Linked DNA regions of Mus musculus: region 1 is linked to region 2. A link is a contact called in public HiCAR-type data. All regions are on one chromosome and are shown on one strand. The core of a region is the stretch at or near the end of the contact, and the rest is flanking DNA. Distances in the headings are between cores, read along the strand shown.

Evidence for each region. HiCAR-type assays count read pairs that join an accessible place to other places.
Region 1: a HiCAR-type map of fibro-adipogenic progenitors shows a contact between it and region 2, with 8 times the contacts expected there. The contact joins two enhancer-like sites. A contact is called at or near these places in 15 of 39 promoter capture datasets (the 3T3-L1 cell line, 3T3-L1-derived adipocytes, the C10 cell line and 10 more), 1 of 15 datasets of contacts at CTCF or cohesin (pro-B cells), 8 of 484 Hi-C or Micro-C datasets (the C2C12 cell line, the CH12 cell line, the HPC-7 cell line and 5 more) and 5 of 115 datasets of contacts at active chromatin or transcription factors (DN3 thymocytes, T-cell acute lymphoblastic leukemia, extraembryonic endoderm stem cells and 2 more).

What each region holds. Positions count from the first base shown.
Region 1 is chr15:68,214,734-68,220,106 of GRCm38.p6, forward strand. All of the region lies in intron 2 of Zfat (zinc finger and AT hook domain containing), which reads right to left. Among named protein-coding and RNA genes, the nearest start is that of Zfat, 41 kb to the right of the region's middle. Within about 2 kb of position 3,533, at least 53 of the 459 cell types and tissues checked have an H3K27ac peak or open chromatin away from gene starts, as enhancers often do. A contact at or near this core is called in fibro-adipogenic progenitors, where this site is marked.
Region 2 is chr15:67,108,212-67,113,835 of GRCm38.p6, forward strand. St3gal1 (ST3 beta-galactoside alpha-2,3-sialyltransferase 1) reads right to left here. Exons shown (of 9, transcript NM_009177.4): 4 at 5,296-5,624; 5 at 4,220-4,416; 6 at 3,021-3,200; 7 at 1,395-1,440; 8 at 1-117. The coding sequence starts at 5,592. Among named protein-coding and RNA genes, the nearest start is that of Gm31400, 59 kb to the right of the region's middle. Within about 2 kb of position 2,665, at least 23 of the 459 cell types and tissues checked have an H3K27ac peak or open chromatin away from gene starts, as enhancers often do. A contact at or near this core is called in fibro-adipogenic progenitors, where this site is marked.

The sequences.
Region 1 (5,373 bases), core at 2,283-4,782, 1.1 Mb after region 2:
GGGTAGAGGTCACACAAGAGCAGTATTGTCTTCCAGACTGAAGTAGAGGCTGGGTGCACTGAAAGCTAGAGTGACTTCCCGAGTGAGTCTTGACCTCATCGGGCACCAAGGACAGGAGGAGGTGATGAACCTGGCCCTGGGTGAGAAACCCAAGGCTCCACTGTGAGCCATCCTAGTCTCCTCCACAGTCCCACATGGAGGCTCTTACTGTGTTCTGTAAGTTTCTCTAGCAAGTAAAACATGAGGAAGGTCACAACAGTCCACCAAACTGCAGCTAGCCATTCAAAGGCTCAACTGGGGCTGGTGTCTTGTGGAGAGCTGTGCCCTCACCTGCAGGACTGGTAGACTCAGTGTAAACCCCATGCTTTGACCAGGGATTTCCAGGCACTTCTGCGCTGGGCTGGCATGTGCTGGTGACACACAGTGGGAGCACAGCACAAGGAGAAATAGGGCCAACTGTCTGTGAGTCTCTTTGCCAGTACACTGGGTGCTCTGTGCAGGCAGAGTCCTCCTCCTGATGATGCCTTACGTCCCTTAGCACCTCAGCCAGTGTCCTGACCCCACAAAGCCACATGAACTGAACTAATGAGCAGTGTGGGATCTGGTGCTTAAGGAAGAAATAAAATCAGCCCTGAAAGCTTCCCACACACAACAGCGACAAAACTAATCTTCCGTCCTCTACATCCATAATTCAGATCCTCGAAACCAATTAGTTAGCTAAAAATGAAATATTCATAAATGAGCTTGGAATAATTTAAGTTCTGAAAACAAGTTGCTGCTGTCAACTACCCACATTTTCATGAAGAGCTGTGAATGCTGGAGCGGGGAAGAAAAGCACGCAGCCTCAAGTCAAACCAGAACAGACCTGGCTGGGTTCCTCCTCTGCTCCTCCCTGAATCCCTTGCCGCGGTCTGCCACTGAGCTCTGGTCATCTGTCCTCAGTGACTCTGTCCACTCATTTCTGTTCTAGCCTTCTGCTCCAGGTTCTTCCTGCCCCTGTCCTTTGTCTCCATATCATCTCCTAGCTCTGGAACAGTCCATTGTTCTGAACAAATCTGCCCCACCATCCTCAGACAAGGTACTGGGGAACACTGTTCACCAGGCATGATGTATCCCTTTGTCTTCTCAGACGTGGAGCAGCTTTGAATAGTTACACTGTCCAGACCCTCCTAAGATTGAGGCTGTCACCATCCCTAAAAGAAGGGAGGCTGGACAGGGCTATTAACCCTCTCTTAAGATTCTGGCCCACTCCACCCTACACAGATCTCAGGAGGTGCTAGGGTACATGGAAGGCAACAGACTAAAGGAAGGGTAGGCTCAATCTATGCAATTATAGGAAGGCTGTCACCCATGCAAAGTGTGACAAGTTGGTAAAGCAGCTGTTTTTAGGTCATGCTTGCCCCTGTAAGTAACCCCTCCTCTGTGCTCCTACAAGTGAGCCCAGGAAACTCACTGGTTCACCAAGATAGACCTGGATGAAAGGATGTCTCTGGTATGTCATTATTCTATTCTGGGTACACAGATATTGGTCATGTCTCTCTAGAAAAGGTAGCTCAATGCTGGGCTTTCTCCCCTTTCGCACAAAACACACACACACACACACACACACAGGTGTGCATGCACATACACACAAACACACATGCCTGCATCCATGCATGCACACACAGGGTTGGGGGGGGGGGGGGCACCCACTCTGTCCTCTGCTTCCCCTTACAGTGTCCAGTGCAGTTGCTCAGAGTTTGATGAACATGCATATATATCCCTGTCTTCCCATCCGGCCCCTGCACCAAGTCCATTTCTTTCCCTGCAGATCAGACCCTAATGCACATCCTAGAAGGTGGCCCCATCCAAATCTTAACTCCTTCTCTTGGATGCTGCCAACAGCTAGTGAGGCAGGACCAGCCATGAACTCACTAGACTGTCACACCCACTAGTACATTGAATGTGGTCTCAACTACAGTTCCCTATGTCCTTTTCCTCTCCTCCTCCTTCTACAAACCCTGAAGCTTGAGCTGCCTTTTAATTCCTGGTCTTGCTGGTTCTTAAAACAGAAGTGGAGAGGTGTCAGCAGGTAAGAAGCAAAGGATCACCAGGTGACAATAGCCAGTGAGGCTTTTGGAGAAGGAGCTGTGCCTTGTGTTTTAAGTCTCCAACAAAAGAAGGGGCCAGAGTCATTGTGTATCTGAGCCCGTGAGTTCAACGTTCTTTATCAAAAAAAAAAAAAAAAAAAAAAAAAAAATCACCGTTGTAAATCCAAGGCCAAAAGTCCTGGCAAAGAAACAAATAATCAAGGGGAAGTTTTCAAAACAAAACAGCCCAACAAAATAAAAAAAAATAATAATATAGGCCTTTTCTTTGTACATCACTCAAGTTTATGAGACTCTCCGCTAGTCTCTCATTTTATTGTTTAAAAAACAAAAACAAAAAAACTTCGTGAGATGTGTACACCAAACATAATTCACTCAGTAGGAAACAAACCAAAGACCCAGAGATGCTCGGGCACTTTTTCCAGAACCATTTGCTGGACATGTAGCGCTGGAAAGTGGGTGTCTTTATTCTCTACCAAAGACCTTACTGCTGAAGCCCCTCAGGGCTGACTAATGATAGTCAGCTGTAAACATCTGGATGGACCCAGTGTATAGTACAGAGAAAATTCCTTTGAGTTGAGCAGTCCTGGATACAAGCCTTCCACCTCAAGTTCCTCAGCACACAGATCAGTTTCCACTATACAGAGCCCCTGTTATAGATGTGGCCACTGTAACAGTAGGCAGTGTACTCAAAAATGGCTGACAGGATGGCAACTGTATGCTATTTCCCTATAGCCATAGCATTCTGAGTGGCAGTATCCTAGTTAAGAAAGTACTACAGGTGGAGGTGGCACTGCCTTTAACCTCAGCAGTTAGCACGTAGATCTCTGTGGGTCTGAGGCCAAGCTGGTCTGTAGAGCTAGTTCTAGGAGAGCCAAGACTACACAAGGAAATCCTATCTCAAATTAACAAAAAACAATGAACTACCTTTCCAACCAGGCTATCATTAAATAACGTAGCTCTTAGATGTGCCTGCATCCCTGTTCACTCTGACTCAATGGATGTACTTCCTTGATTTCGTCTTTTAAAATAGCTCACACCCCAAGAAAGCAAAGTGGAATTAAGGTCACACTGACTTTATCATGGCCACCCAGTGCTCTTAGATGGCAGCTTGGTCTCTAGTCAGTATAGCTCCAGATACTGGAAAATCTGGAAAGACTAGCATTGCGGGAGCCCTGACAGTCAATCTCCCTGACATTTATTTCCAAAGCCTAGGAAGCAATAGGGGAGACAATGAATTATTTATCAGAACCTGGAGAGAAGGAGCCTTTCAGGTTTCTGCACAATGCCATACTCCTCTGTGGGAAGAGACTGCGTCCTGTTCTACCTCACAGCTAAGGCATCAGAAGGCAAAGGCCAAAGCTGTTTCCGCCCTGCAGCTTCATCAGACGTACTGTGGAAAGGACAGCCATGGTGACTCATGCTGCTGTGCATACACCACAGACACCGTGCTGAGCCCTGCACAGGCTCTCCTTCATTTACTCCCCAGGGATGGGACCTCGGCAGCACTATCCCAACTACACAGTCAAGAAAACAGAAACATGATAGACAGATGGCTCGGTCGGTCGTTAAGAATATTTGCAACTCTTACAGAGAACGCAAGTGTGTTTCCTGGCACCCACATCGGGTGGCTCACAACAACTTGTGACTCTAGTTCTATGGAATGTGATGTCCTTTTCTGGTGTCTGTTGGTACCAGCACACATGTGATGCACAGATATACATGCAGGCACACATACACACATACACACACATAAACACAGACACATACACACATATAAAGCAAAATAAATATATTTATAGGTTAAAAAACAAAACAAACAAAAAAACCACATTGAGGCTTGCAAAGATTAGTTAGCATGACCCAAAGTCACAGGGCTAGGCAGCAGCAGAGGTAGGGTTTGAACAGAAATGACTTAGTCAGTGAACTTCATAACAATGTCAGAGCAATATGCTCATACATCATTGATAATGGCTTTATCTGTAACAAATATCCAGAAGAGAAAACATTAAACAGGTTTCAAAGCTGGGACAAATGGCTAAGGTGTTTAATTAACATATCAAAGCAGGCACTGGCCATCAGATTCCCCCTGCATCCCTCAGACCCTAGCTTATTTTTTTTGCAGGGTTCTCCTGGCTGATATACCCTACCACCTACCCTAAACTTTTTCAGGCCAGGGGCTAGAATGTTATTCCCTATACAATCCAACCATTTTGGTTACCTGCTCTCTTTGTACTTTTGGGTCTCCTGGCTTTTGTACCTGGTTCCCCTCTCTCCCTCCCCCTTCTCCTCACAAGGCTCGGGGTCATGACCACTCTGGACTCTCCCAGACAGTCTGCCTCTGGCTGTTGTATCCCTTTTATCTATAATAAACCTCCTCCACCACACCTAGCAGCAGTCATGTCCTTCCCTTTTTATTTATTGTTTTCACTTATTTGTTGCTGAAACCTGGGACCAGTCATGTCCTTCCTTCCTTCCTTCCTTCCTTCCTTCCTTCCTTCCTTCCTTCCTTCCTTCCTTCCTTCCTTCCTTTCTTTCTTCCTTTCTTCCTTTCTTTCTTTCTTTCTTTTTTTTACATTTACCTTGCGCCAAACTCAGGACCAGTCATCTTCTTTCCTTCCCTTTTTTTTTAAGTTTTTTTTCTTTTCTAATTCAATAACAGGTCTAACATTTTTGACATCAATTTCCCTAGGAAGCCTCCTTTTACCCTCAAGCCAGAGCATATAATCTCCAGGCCAGACTTAGCACCTCCAAAGCACGCAGCCACTGTATTCACAGTACCTCTTACGTACCTGTCATCCACCAGAGAGGAACAGCTCACAGGCAGAGCACTTGGGACCCCTCAGCATCTAGCATAGCAGCCAAGCACAAAGCAGCCCCAGGGTCAATGGGTGGTGAACACAGAAGTGGAAAGGAAGGGAAAGATGAAAAGGAAAAGAATACATTCCCCTTGAGGGGTCTGCAAAGGGCTAGGAGATGAAATGCTGCTCTTGGAAGACCCATAACTTCTTCAGTAAACAATGACCCAGCTCTCCATGCATATAGGACCAACACAGCCAAGCACTGCATATCACAGTCTCACACACACACACACACACACACACACACACACACACACACACATATACACACACACCAAGGAGAACGAGCTTGATGTTTGATCCATTTGGCTATTTTGTCTTCTGGATCACAGCTTGGAGCACTGCCAGAGACTTAATTTGCAAGAGGGAGGGAGTGAAAGGTCATTTTGCAGACCACATCCTTGGTGAACAGGAAAGATTACAGG
Region 2 (5,624 bases), core at 1,415-3,914:
ATCACAGATATGAATGGAGAAGATGATGGAGAGGATGCCAGTCGATGGATACCGCCCATGGCCCTGAAGCCAGTTGTCAAAGACATACTTGATGAAGGCTGGGTGGTAGATCAGGATCTACAGGGCGAATAGACTGGGTGAGTACAGCCAGCAAAAGACACAAAGCATCTAGTGGGTGCCACACTGTTGTGGCCATAAAAATATGGTCATGAAGGGCTCTAACAAACACCTTTGCATTTATGGATTTAGTGCTGGGGACACTTTAGATATTTTGCTGATATCTATAGTGATATTATGAGTGATGTGGGCCACAGGCAAGAACCAGCCCAGAAGAGCTTCATAGCACTGGAGGAAGCCTTGAATGGACAGTGGTACTGAAATAAAAATCCTATGGGGACAGGGAGTGTGACCCAAGACCCCAGAAGTGTTCCAAGAAGTAGTGTGAGGAATCATCACAGTGTCATGCTGCATTAAAAAATGTACCCATGGGCCACCTGTTCTGCTTGGCACTGACTGAAAACTCTGACCTAAGGCAAACTCTATGCAAGGCTTTCCTCTTCGCCTAATGAAGTCACTAGGGCTCAGAAAGGCTAAGCAGCAGGTTTAGTGTTACACATCCAGGGAGGTCTCCCTGTGACAGGCATGGCCTTGGTTTTGACCCCTGTGGCTGCTTTGGGGACAGTGAAGGGGACTTTGGGAGCAACAAAGGATTTAGGCAGGTCTCTGGAGGGCTCTTTGTTTCTCAGCCTTGCTTCAGGTTTACTGGGGTCATAGCAGAAAGACCCACTCTAGAAGATGCCTGTGGCTTCTTTCTGGGACAGTGGTGCCCAAGGCCAAGGTCAGCATGTCGCAGGCACACAGGGACTTCATCTAGTCCTAGCATGATCGAGGTAGGCTATGTCCCTGGGCAAGTTACTGGCCCTCTCTGAGCCTCCTCAAGTGTGACAGTATATGGTGGGGTTTTTGCACTGTTTTTGCTTTTGCCCAGGACTGGGCCAGTGCAGAACAAAGACTCACTGGAAAGGATAGGGTGAGAATAGAGAGAGAGGGGAGTGTGGCTTTGAGAAGCTTCCAGGAACAACTCAAAAACAAAACAAAACAAAACAAAACAAAACAAAACAAAAAGCCAAAATACCCAACATCAAAGCTTATATTGCCTTCACCCTCCAGGGTGCTACCCTGGGTTGGCTGTAGTAGGTCTGGGTACTCCTAGAGGGTCATGTTTGTGGCAAGTTCCCAGGTAGTTCTGCTATTCTGGAGATGCACTTTGGAGACCTGTCCTTAGCAGCAAAGATGCCCAGGGCCTGGGCACTCTGTGTGGCCCAGTGCACCATCATAGCACCAAATCTTGGAAAAATCAGGGCAGAGTAGGAAGGTCCCAAGCTGCCTCTTACCTTCTCTTGTTTCACTTTGATCTTCGGGGGCACGGGGACATAGGTGCTGCAGATGGGAAAGAGGAGGTATTTAAGGTATTTAGTGTGGAGAGTGACACAGCCAGTGTGGTATGGGTAGGGAGGCTTAGGCCCCGAGAAGCCATTTTCCTGCCCCAGCATAGCTCCTTCTCCAGCAGAACCATCGGGGTGTGACTCTAGATGGTTTGAGAATGTTCTACGCCAACCATTGGACTGAGCTTGGGAGTCCCTGATTGGAGAAGGGACTGAGGGGGTTTGCAGCCCCATGGAGGGAACAACAGTGTCAACAGGCCAGACCCCCTGGAACTTTCAGGGACTGGACCACAAACCAAAGAATACACATGGAGCGACCCATGGCACTGGCTACATAGGTGGTAGAAGATGGCCTTGTTGGACATCAGTGGGAGGAGAGACCCTCAGACCTGAGAGTATTCGATGCCCCAGTGTAGGAGAATGCCAGGGCAGGAGGATGGGAGTGGGTGGGTGGGGGAACACCCTCATAGAGGTGAGGGGGTGGGTGGGGGGTAGGGGGGTTTCTGAAGTGGAGACCTGGAAAGGGGAAACATTTGAAATGTAAATAAAGAAAATATCCAAGAAAAAAAAAGAGAGAAAGTTCTATGGCTTGATGGGCCAGAATGGAGACTTGCTATGAGCACAGCCTTTCAGAGGCCTAGGAATATTTGACTCCATTCTCCAGAGCCAGAACATCTGTGCTCAGTAGTGGGGCTCAGGCTGATGCTGGGGAACTGACACGGGTGACCTATGGCTGTCTCTAGCTCATGCAAGCAGACATGGGCTGTAGCATCAAGGTTTAAAATGCACTACCACATGGAATCTAACTTGTGCAATTTAGGCTCTCCATGCTGTAGAGTATCAGGGGAGAATCTTGAGCCAGCTGCCTGGCCCAATCTCTTGCTGAGCCCTTCCCTTGCACTCTTTACCCTGGAGGCACGGAGTTCTTGGAACCCGTAGTTCTTGACTCTGGCTCTGCCTCCTGGGAGACCAGGGCTAGGACTAGGAGTTACGTGGACATCTGGAAATGGAAGCCACTCCCCTTTGAGAAAAGTCAGGGACCGAGGAATTAGACCCAGATGGTTGCATGGGCTCTGGGTCAAGTTCACTGTTGGGCAAGTGGTTTGGCCCCTGCTATGGTTGCTCCCTGGAGGCCAGAGCTAATGAGAAGCACTGCTGGGAGGATCAAATGAGAGATGCTAAGTTTCAAATGATAGGCGCCATGCCTGAGGAGCAGATGGCAGCACTTACTGTTGGAGAGCCAATCGTTGACTTAGCCACAAAGTATGCACTCAGCAGCTCCTGCCTGTTCTATGCTGCAAAGGGGGCCCCCAGCACTGAGGAGCAGCAGGGAGCTGCCACATGCTGAGTCCTTTCCTGGGGTTCATCTAAGAGATTCCAGAGAGTTTGAAGGAAGCAAACTATAGCACAAAGTTTGGAGTATGGATGATGCTAGGAGGTGAGGGGACCAGTCAGTTAGGACCTGTCACATATGTACCAGGAGGCACGGGGAAGAGGAACCTTACGGAACAGCCCAGCAGGAGTGATACGTTGTATGAGACAGCTGGACATAGGGCAGACCCTAGAGGAACTCACTGAGTGATGGTGCCTGTGGTGGTGGCGCTGATCACCCACTGCAGGTCGGTGGTCTTGAAGGGGACCAGGACCATGTTGACATTCTCTCCCAGCTCCCGGAAGCTCTCAGGATACACGAGATGGTGGGTGGTCCGGCTCCCAACGTCTGCCTCAAAACCCACTGTGGGTGCCTTGTTCATCCTGGGAGAGGAGAAAAATAGGGTACTCAGTAAGGATGCTGGAGTTGGAGTCACCTGTGTGGTAACTGCAGGTGACTCCCTTCTTCCCTAGGCTTCAGTTTCTCCGTGTGTACAATGGGAACCTTGTAGACATAGGCCAGACAGACCTGGACGAGCTGGTTTGAAATCCCAGCTACTTGGAAGGCTCGGCCTGGAGGATGGTGAGTTCAAGGGCAGCCTGTGGTGTGGGAAGTAACCAGGTCAGAGGAAGAAAGCTTGCCTAGCATGCATAGCCAAATTCCATCCCTAATCCAGCAAAACAGAGGCCAAGGCATTTAGTTATTTATTTATAAAAGCAAGTTGGGTGGGTCTTGCTCTCCGATCATTGACCACCCATGTCGTGGGTAACCTAGTAGGTGTGCCTTTTTCGGTATCCAGATAAGCTGTCTACCAAACGATAGCTTTGAACTCAGGTCTGCCTGACCCTGAGCCTGACTCTGCCTCTCATCATGGCCATCCCCTCAGGATACTAGGTACACTGAGAGCCAGGAAAGGGGCCTATGGACATGAAGTCAAAGACACAGAAATAACATTGTTCTAGATTCTAGAAGATACCTGGGTGGGGGGGGTATACTGAGTCCCACCTCTAATTATGTTCTCTGTCCCAGAACATTCTGAGTATGGATTACAATAAACTCAAGGGAGGTATGGTCCTTTTTCCTGAGATGACAATTCCACTTGAGGACAGAAGAAGCAAAGTGGGCATTAAACGCTTCTGGTTCAGGGTCTAGATTGAAAGCTGAGGGCAGATCTGAGTCACAGAACCAGACTTCAAATTTTGCCATGCAATAGATCTTAGGTACCAAGTCCCCCAGCCCATTGAAAATCTCTAGCAACACCCTCTATTATAGTCCACCTTGGTAAGAAAAGATGAAGAGACTAAGACCCAGAGGGCGGCCAGCCTTGAACCTTGGCCTTTTGAGCTCAGCCAAGGTGTTTCACACACTTCTGAGGAACTGTGGGCTCGGGTCCAGTGTTCACCTCAGCACAAAGTCATGGCTGTCGATCTCAGGCCCATACGAGGAGTCCTTCAGGTTACCGGAGTTTCCTACAACTGCACAGCGTCGGCAGCCCACCAGCCTCTTGTTCAACATAGGATCCACATTGCCAGGCACCAGGCGAAACAGTTCCTTGACGGTGTCGCTCAGGTTGTTGGGTTTCCTCTCCCGCTGGAGCCTCTGGGGGAGAGAACAGAGGGAATGGCCAGTGTGGCTCCACTGCCTCTAGCTGAGCACGCTGGCTCCCTGGTCACCAAACCCAGCTATTAAATGTGAAGACACAGGTGACTGCCACCCCCATCCCAGGACAAGAGATGGGAAGAAAACTCATTTATCCATTCTACAGGTATTCTCTGGGCACCTTTTGTGTGTGAGACCAGGATGTTAGCTCACCTCTGGGCATATAGGAAGGGACTGAGGCCAATCCCTAGACACGGAAGACCACTGTATTTCCTGATTCCCACATTCATACCACCTGCTCAGATCTAGTTCTGCAATTGGTGGCAGGTGAGACTAGCCTGGATTTGGGGGTGCAACCTAGAGCCAAGGCCACACACTCTTCCCATGAGAGGATACCAGAGACACAGGGTCACTTTGGGATGTGGGAGCAGAGACTGGTTGCTACAGTCATGGGTCAAGGGGGTGCCACAAATTTTCATCCACAGCAGTAATAGTAGGAGAGAAGCAAGGGTGTGGGGACTCTTGGCCTCCAGGATGGGGACCTGTGACTACCACTGATGTCTTAAGCCACCAGGTCCATGGTGATTTGTGATGGGAGCCACAGGAGGGAAAACCACTAGGGCTTTTTTTTTTTTTCCGGAGCTGAGGACCAAACCCAGGGCCTTGGGCTTGCTAGGCAAGCACTCTACCACTGAACTAAATCCCCAACCCCCACTAGGGCTTTTCTCTGATGTATCCATAATAGACTTTCGACAAACAGTTGCTGAGTGAAGGGATGGCGAGGGGTGGAGGGGCAGGGATGATACTCTGAATGCTGTCAAATGCTTGGTGGGTCCCCAGGACTCCCCCAATCCCACTCCCAGACCCTATTCTGCTCACCAGCCACCACCGGTATGTGTCCTCCTCCATCAGAGCGTTGTGGACTGTCAGCAGGGGCTGCATAGTCTTGTTGAAGCGCTGGTCGAACCAATATGATACCTTGTCCTGGCTGATGCAGTGTCTGCAGGTGCACGGCTGTGACTTGATGAACCTGCGGAAGTTCTCTGAGAGTTCCAGGAGCATCTGCTTGGGGAACCAGGCACTGGGTACTCCCGTGTTGGAGTAATTCAGGACAAAGGAAGTGAGGAAGATGAAGAGCAGGAAGAAGGTGAGGTACTTGAGGGTCTTCCTCCTCATGTTCACCACCTCCACCCTTTGCTGGGTCCTCT